Linked DNA regions of Anas platyrhynchos: region 2 is linked to region 1. A link is a contact called in public Hi-C data. All regions are on one chromosome and are shown on one strand. The core of a region is the stretch at or near the end of the contact, and the rest is flanking DNA. Distances in the headings are between cores, read along the strand shown. Region 1 overlaps CRYBG1 (crystallin beta-gamma domain containing 1). Region 2 holds the start of ATG5 (autophagy related 5).

Region 1 (4,242 bases), core at 490-2,989:
GGTGTTAGAGCTACTTTAATCTAGAATCAGAGAAGACCCGATCAGCTAGTCTGACCTCCTGAATTATACAGGCCCTAGGACTTCATCTCATTTTTCCTGCACAGAGTTTAGTAACTCACAGTACTTGCTTATCTTGTATTCCTGGTGTCCACTCAGTGTAGATACCCTCAGCTAATTTTACTTGGCACTGGGCGATGTGAATATAATTAAATTATTTAAAAATGCTGAAGCTAGGTTTCTCTTACCTAGCTTTTCATTAACTTTAATTTGTGCAGAGCAAATTTTCTTACATAGTAGTTGGAGATGCAATAGCCAAGGGATATTAGGAAAGCAAAGGCAGGCTTGTACGCTGATGTGATTAGATGCAAAAAGTGTTTTTGTTTGTTTGTTAATGGCTATACCTTTATTGTCAACATCAGATTCTGTTGTAGCAGCCTAATTCTGTGCATGTTTTACTGTGGCTGTTGTCACAGCAATTTGTTTCATGTAGATACTGCTTCTGAACTGCGTTGGCTTTCATAATTTCATAGGTCTGATAAAGCAGCAAATGGAATGATTAGCAAAATTGTGATTAGATGTTCCTACATAACTCTGCATTTTGGGGATATTAATCGTATAGCTGTTAATTCTTTAATAATTTAAGAAGTAATTTTGGATTGATGCTGTGACACATCAGCTATAACAATTGCAAAAGAAACAAACACAACAACAACAACAACAAAAATTACCAATCAACAGTCAGCACTTTGGGACTAACAGGGACGGGACTGGCAGAACTGTGAGGTAAGGGCTATGTGATGGCTGACCGTGATACAACGCTGGCACTAATAGTCATAAATTCGCTTTACTGCCATAAAAATTTATCAGAAAGACCCTGAGAGGAGACAAAGGAGAGTCTAGATTCACAATGACTCTGCGTACATTTTTTTTTTTAAAGTCAGTTTTGAGTTGCTCCAAAAAGCAGGAGCACTGCTGCACCGACTTGTCTTGAGTTAAGCATGTTAAAAGCACGTTACACATTCTGCACTAATTGAAGGACTTCGCCATGGGTAGGTCTGATGACAAAAGTTCAGATGCATTCAGCAGAATTATGTAGGAACACAATTTTATGTAGGATCATAATTTTGCTAATCTATTCCTTTTAGCTTTTATGTGAGAAAGTGTAGTAGGAACTTTATCTGTTTTTGCCAGTTTTGCTGATCTGTTCTTGAGCACAAACTGAGCTTTGACGAATTCTTCAGCAAATGAATGTGTTCGACCGTGCGTTACCAATGCCACCTTGTGGATACTCGGCATGGTGCAGTGCCTTGCCCAGAGCACGGCTCCATCAAAGGAACCCGGAGCTCCGCTGAAAGAAATCTTATCTTTTCCCTTTATTACCTGTTTATAGTCTACCAGATACTGCTTACAACGGACTGTTTGCCCTCGCAGTGATAACTGAGCTACAGGACTAACGTTATTTTTTTTTATAGCTGCTGGTTAAAGTTTTTTCCTGTTCCTGAAGAGCTTTCAAATGTTTCCGCCGCGTATCTCTGCTGCTGTTTAATACTTGGTTGGTGATGGGAAGGAGGCAAATCATGTTGCTGTTAACCTTCTCAGAGACCCTTTATGATTTGGGATGGTGATGATTTTGGAATCTTCCCCCAGATTCCTAAAGGGGAGATCAGCTACGGTGCCTGAGGTGGCATTTCCGTCGTACAGAAGAGCTGCTATTAAATGTGCTTGACCAAGTAGGGCTCAGTACTTAGCACGTCTCTGGGATCTGCTGTAATCTGTATTTGTGATGCTCAGAGCAGGCTTTCAGCTGCCGGGCACATCTCTTGCTCATTCTGGGAAGATGAGGCTGTAGGGAGGCATGGGAGAGGAGGTGCAGAAGGAAGGAGGGTGTCCGTGGGAGCATCCTGGTGTTCAGTGTAGGCAGCTGCTTCAGTGAGAGCAGTGCCTGCTACTGCAGGTGTGCAAGATGTATGCACCTAATGCCTCTGCAGTACGTACTAGATTGAAAAAAAAAAAAAAAAAAAGTCACCTCTGACTTTCTGGTTTAACATTTCATTTACTTCTGAGCTGAAGTTAGTATTCTAACAGCGCTCTTCTACAGGAACATGTTTGGCATTGCATAAAGTGCGTAACTTAAGCCCATCGAAGAAGTGTAAGCATTTTGCAGTCAGGTGCACTCAGCTACCAGTGGGAACAGCTGGACATCGGGTGATGGGCTGTGTACAGCAACTTGTGATGCAGCTGGTCAAAATACAGGGTTACAGTGGTTACGCATAAATGAGTACCAGGCCTCATCCCTTGGCTTATTCTGTATTTATTTTTATGGTTTTGCTCAAACTGTTAACAGCAGGACTACTTCCGTAGTGTAAACATCACCTTGAGAGCAAAGTGACAGCTGTTGTGGGGAAACCCAACTTTGACTTCTGGGAAGTGGCCATTTTAACAGTTAGACCTGACAGTATTCATGTTTTCTTCAGCCTGAACAGGAAAGGAAGCACTGACTTACTGAAGGGCGGTGGAGAGGAACAGGCAGGCCTCCCTGTTTCAAAGAAATGCCAAAAGCAGGCGGTGATGAAAATGAGTTCGTCTTTACAGTGCTTTGGGGAGAGGGAGAAACTGCCTGCATCAGCACTTAGAGCAGCCCTGAAACCAAGAGTAGGACCTGCCTCTGATTTCACAGATAGACTGTGCTCTTTGAATTTTCCTTCGCAGGGGGCTCGCAGTACGATCGCGATCACGTCGTCGTCAACACAGTCAACGAAGAAAGGCTGACGCAGTGCTGGGAACCACTCGTCGTGTAACTCCAGACGAGCAGCGGCGACGTGCGGATCGGGCGCTATTCTGGACGCTAGCATCGGCACTGCCAGCCTGGAAGGATGCAGGATCAACAACGAGAGCTCTGTCTTTTCTTTGCAGTTAAAAAGAGCAAGCAACAGAATGACTTCACACCTCGCTAGCTATCATTATTAACCCCATGAAAGCTTGAGTATCTCTCGGCCTTTTTGTAATCGTCACAGTGCAAAGGGAGATAGGGAATGGTGGCGTGCCTCAGGCCAGCGTGGATGAACGAGAGGTGGGAGAGACCCCACAGTTACAATCATGTCAGGGAGTAGCTAATCCAGAATAGCCAAGAAGTGTAATTTTAAATTATTTTTTAAAGTTTCTTTTTTAACTGAGAGAAGGGCTAAAAACATTAATTAAAGCTTATTTTATAAAGGACAGGAGTGCAATGTGTATGTGGGTATAGCGACTTAGGCCTATGGGCTGTAGGATAGAGGAATATTCACTACTGAAAATTAATATATTTGTTTCACTGGAACAAACTTATGTTTACTGAAAGCTTAAAGACTTCTAGCACACAGCAAATCCAAAGAATTTTTAACACGTGCCTTCAAATCTTTGCTAATAGTATGCTAAAACAGTAAGTCCTAAATTAAGAAAAAATAAATATGATTTTCTCACGTAGAGAGAAGATATAAACAAGTAGATGTGTTTTAGAAAAATACAGGACTGACAAAATAATTTATAAGAATGTGAAGAACTTGCCTGCCCACTTCCTAGGCTGCCTGATATTTTGTTACAAGTATTTTACTTCTTTGCCAAGTCAAGTTTTTACCTTTTAAAACAGCTCCAGTAAATGTAGTCTTCCTGAACTCTAGAATCATTTGCCACATAGGGGGGAAAAAAAAATAAATTCTTAAGGAAACTATCATTAAGCATGACTGCAAAAGCATCTAAGCACAGTGCCCTTTTTAGCCACCACCTTTTGGCCTGTGCTCTGGCTTACTGAGTAGGATGCCAGACTCCCTGGTAGTCCGGGTGATGTTTGAGTGTCTGTGGTGGGCTGCTGGAAGGAGCCCTCAGCCCGCCAAGCTTGGATACTTGTCATGGGCACAGGGGCAGCACCCATTCGGAATTAAGCACTGCAGGTTTAGTGAAGAACTTGTGGCAAGTGAGAGATACTCAGGTGACTCCTGGAGGTTCCTCCGTTGCCCGGTGCTGAACCTATTTGTTAGCGTTCCTTAATGATGTTGGCAGAAAAGTAAAATACGAAGAAACTTTTGTACATGCTGCTGTGTTTTGTTCTGGCTTGGACCAGTGTTACTACATGCTGCTCCTAGGAGCATCAGGCCTTCGGCTGGCACAATGAGTCTGTCCGAAAGTAACGCTTTCGTGACTGTTGTGTTGCCTCAGAGGGTACTGGTGCTTTCGTTGTTACCACCACGGAGGAAGTGCTTCGCTAGT
Region 2 (4,449 bases), core at 52-2,551, 110 kb before region 1:
ATCAACCAAACATCTGTAAGGTGCAGAAAGGATGAAAACTGCAGAGCACGCTATAAACCAACATCCACATGATTACAGAAAGCACTTCAATTTACATCTCAAATCCACCCATCACCCTTGTCTGTATCATCAGCTTACCAAGCACTGTACTGCTAAGACATCAAAGCTGCCTTTTCTACTACATCTCTCACAGCTGCTAGCATTTAAAGAAAAGAAAATGAGTAGAAGTCATCCACGAGCAAAGGAAATTGATAAAGAATACTGGCTGTAGTATTTATGCTACATGCCTCATCAATTTTAGTGCATACAGGTAACATACAGGCTCTATCCCTTCTTCTGGAGAATCTCTAAGATGCAAACTCACCATGAGTGTACACACAGCCTCTGCTTTTGGTTTATTTGTTGACTTTTTCATAAGGGTATTTAAACCTTAATTATCTGTTGTAACCTAAACTCACTGGTGATATAAAGTTAAATTTTTGAACCTGCTCTGAAGCAAGGTGACTCACAGTGTGGCCATAAGATACATCCAAAAGGTATCAGGAATAGGAAAATAGAAATCCACACACCTAGCAGCATAAAGGATGAGATTAAACAAAACAAACGCACGTATGGGATTAGAGTATCCACGCTGCCGCTGTTACACTCACATAGTAAGGCTCGGCTTCCCTTTCGGTTATCTCATCCTGATACAGCGTGAAGCAGGTTGGTATTCGTCCAAACCACACATCTCGAAGCACGTCTTTGTCATCTGTCATTCTTCCAGGGAGCAGCGAAGCACATGTAGATCCACTCCGTTTCCTCAGCTGGAACTGTAACCCCATGGAGAGAAACAGGTCAAACACCCCTCGTTACAGGTTCTCCTGTAAGCACGAGCTCCCGTCTCACCCCTTTCACGCGCGTTTGCATGGAAAATGACAGAACACCCCCGGCTGGAAGGGATCACGCAGCCCAACCGCCGTTTTCCCACAGAACCACCCCAAAACCGCACACCCCCCTCCCGCACCTGCCCTGACGGGAGGCCCTCTCCCTCCCCGTCCCCTCAGCGAGCACCCCCGCGGCCGCCGGGGCCCGGAGCCGCCTCAGGGCGGCCCTCGCCCCCTTCCCCGGGAGACCCCGTGCGGCCCCGCGGCCGTTAGGAGCGGCGCGGCCGTTACCTGCGGGCCGCCCCGCGCCGGAGCTGCGGCGCCAGGCAGGAACCCAGGCGCGGCCCCGCCCGCGCGCGCATGCGCCGCTCGCCCGCGCGGCTCCGCCACGGCGCCGCTTCCGCCCGGTTGTGGGCGGCCCCCACGGCCCGGCCGGAACCCGGCGCGGGCGCTGAAGCAGAGGGGGGAGGAGGGCGGCGGAGGGAGGGGGTGTGCTGCGCTGCTGCCTGGCCGGCAGGTGTCAGGCAGCGGCTGCCTCTGGTGGAGGCGTCCCGCAGAAATAAAGCGCTTTGGTTCCCTCTGTGTGTGTCTTTTTTTTTTTTCGTAAGGACTGGTGTTTTTATGAGTGTGTCTGATTCTGATTCATATTCTTTATTGATAAAAAATGATACCCTGAACGTGAGCCTGTGGTGGTTTTACTCAGGTGGGCAGCTGAGCTCCGCCTCAGCCGCTCTCTCACTCACCCTTACAGGGAAAAGGGGAGAAAAGAGGGTGGAAAGGGCTTGAGGGTTGAGATAAGGGCAGGGAGATCGCTCAACATCATGTGCAAAGCAGAGTAGGGAGATACTAAAATTTGTTGCCTATAACTAAGAGACTAGAGACGTGAGAAACAAAAGAAACCAGAAACACCTTCCCCCCATTCAGCCTCTTCCACCTTCGCACCTTGAGCAGTGCAGGGGAACAGGGAATGGGGGCTGCGGTCAGTCCCTAACGCTTTGTCTCCGCCACTCCTTCACAGTCACTCTCTGACCCCGCTCCACGTGGGGTCCCTCTCACAGGACGCCGTCCTTCCTGAACTGAGCCTGAGCAGATCCCTGCTTCTGCATGGGCTCCTCTCCAGGGGCTGCAGCTCCGGTCCAGGGCCTGCTCCTGTGGGGGCTCTCCATGGGCTGCAGCCTCCTCCAGGCCACATCCACCTGCTCCACTGGGGGCTCCTCCACCCATGTTGGGGCTGCAGCGTGGAGATCTGCTCCATGGGGGACCCATGGGCTGCAGGGGGACAGCCTGCTCCACCAGGGGCCTCGCCACAGGCCGCAGGGGAACTGCTGCTCTGTGCCTGAGCTCTGTTACAAATTATCAGAGGAGAATAAAACATCATCTTTGTCAACAGCCGCTAAGCAAAATGTTTAGCCATGGTACTTCTGTGGTTTGGGAGGTACCCAGTGAAACTTTCTGTACCTGTTCTATGAGTGTTCTTATGAGACCCAGACCCAGGACATATTAATTCAAAAAACGGGTAAACCCAAGGAGTAAAACTGAAGCAAACATTGTGTTTGGCGTGGTCTACCCCAAAGCATAGGGAAAGGTTTTTGCTGTGTTGCAAGGGCTAGTTTAAACATAGTTTTTGCTGTAAGTGACAAGTCACACACAGAGCTGCCTGGCAGCAGGAGCAAGGACGGTGATGGAGACTCCCCTACACTCCGAAATACAGATAAGTTTCACTTGTCCTGGGTATGGGCTATGGACAGCGCCTCTGAAGGGCATTGCTCATGCTGAGGGGACGGAAGGGCAGGAGTTTCTCTGGGAGCTTTCCTCATGCATTCAGAACAGTTCAGCTGGCATCAGTTGTGTGGAAGCAGCTGTCTTGCAGAGTTGGAATGGTGGAAGTTTCTGGATGCAGGAGGCTCCTTCCACGAAGATCTGCGCAGAACTGATCACACAGACACAAAAGCATCCCCCAAGCCTTGGCCATTGCTATGGGCTTCTCTATAGATTTCTGCAATGTCCCCCATTCTGTTGGTACTGGTTCACTGAAAACAGTCTCTTGAGGGTGCGTTGACTGCAGGAGCTGCTGTGAGATCCTAACAAAAGAAAGAAAGCTTGCCCTGGTTATGAGTAATAAAAATATTTTACACATACGGATTTTCCTACAGGAAATCAAGGAGAACCACATTTAGTCTCTGCCCTTTGCTCCTCAGAGTTCATCGATATGAAAGGAATTTTTTGGTAGGGCCAAAGGGTTTGACTGATTACCGTGGCATCATCATTAAAGCTAATACCAGCCGATACTGAAAAGAAAATGGCCCCAAAACATCCACTGACACAACCGCTCCCACTCATTTTTTCTCACGAGCAGGAAGTCTGCCCGTACTGCTATTAGCAATAATACTGACGGCAAACATATCCTGAGCATGTGGCCTGTGCTGCCCGTTCCTTGCACTTATCTCCTGACACCATACTTAACCTCTACTGCTACCTGCTCTTGAAGCATACCATTGGCCATCTGGACTCCGTAATCAGCATCCTGTTGATTACTAATGACAATTACCAAATAGATTAAACATTTACTTTTGCATTATTCCCTCATGTTGAATATTAGGAACTTAGGCACCTGACTCAGGCATATGGATTCCACTCTATAGGCTGAAAACTGAACACCATTAAAGTGCCCAAGTCTTTTGCTGGATCTAAGTAAAAGATAAGAAGAATAAAACACAGTAAGTCCTAAAGTGTGATAATTTGCTATTTAAAGTATCTTGCTATTTAACCTTCCTAGCAAACTGCTGATGTAGTTACCAGACACAGATGCAGCAGGAGACACTGTAAAATCCGTATGAGATTATAAAGACAACAGTTCCATAGGCAAATGCTGCTTTGCTACGGGGAAGATGAACCTGGTTGTAAACAAATGCATGAGATACAGTGTAACTATTGAAAAAAAATAAAGTAAACCTTCAATGAATGCCAACTTAAAATAATAATATGACTATAAATAATGCACATTAAAATAATAGCTAAGATGGAATGTCAAAAGAGGTACAATAAAAAAGGAATCACCTCCTTTGTCATATTGTTTCCCAGGTTATTATCTAACGCTTCGCATTACGTCATCACTCAGCAGAATGGACCAGCCTGAACTGGAGGGGGAAGAGATTCCCAGAGCTCAACATATTTCCAATTCCAGAGATCCTCAAGCAGTATTCCCCTATTTTAAACTTCATCATCAGACAACACATGGTGAGTCACTGCCTAATGGCAGCTGAACCAAAACACCTGTCAGCGAGTACGTATGGAATGTGAAGATGCTCGTAAAGGGCAAGATGATAATTAAAGATGCATTAATTCTAACAAAAATAAGAGAAATGGAACAGATGCTATACATACCTGTGGGTAGTTGTGTTTTTGTGTAATGGTAGTGGAGATGAATATCTGTAAACAGAATCACCATGTAATTTAGGTTGGAAAGGATGTGTGGAGTCCTCTCCTGACCTCTAGACCAACACCCTTTCTTGAAGCAGGGCTAGCTGCAAAGTTAGATCATGCTGGGGAAGACAAGTAACACCAACATTTGGTTAATGAAAAG

The links. Hi-C and Micro-C count contacts between places; a contact is called where the count stands out from the background.
Region 2: a Hi-C map of liver shows a contact between it and region 1, with 5 times the contacts expected there. The contact joins the promoter of ATG5 here to the enhancer-like site in region 1. A contact is called at or near these places in 3 of 8 Hi-C or Micro-C datasets (liver, skeletal muscle and subcutaneous adipose tissue).

The regions. Positions count from the first base shown.
Region 1 is chr3:74,277,403-74,281,644 of IASCAAS_PekinDuck_T2T, reverse strand. CRYBG1 (crystallin beta-gamma domain containing 1) reads left to right here. Exons shown (of 23, transcript XM_072036138.1): 23 at 2,710-4,242. The coding sequence ends at 2,798. Among named protein-coding and RNA genes, the nearest start is that of QRSL1, 23 kb to the right of the region's middle. Within about 2 kb of position 1,739, at least 1 of the 8 cell types and tissues checked has an H3K27ac peak or open chromatin away from gene starts, as enhancers often do.
Region 2 is chr3:74,385,561-74,390,009 of IASCAAS_PekinDuck_T2T, reverse strand. ATG5 (autophagy related 5) reads right to left here and starts at 1,301. Exons shown (of 8, transcript XM_027454761.3): 1 at 1,158-1,301; 2 at 651-812. The coding sequence starts at 758.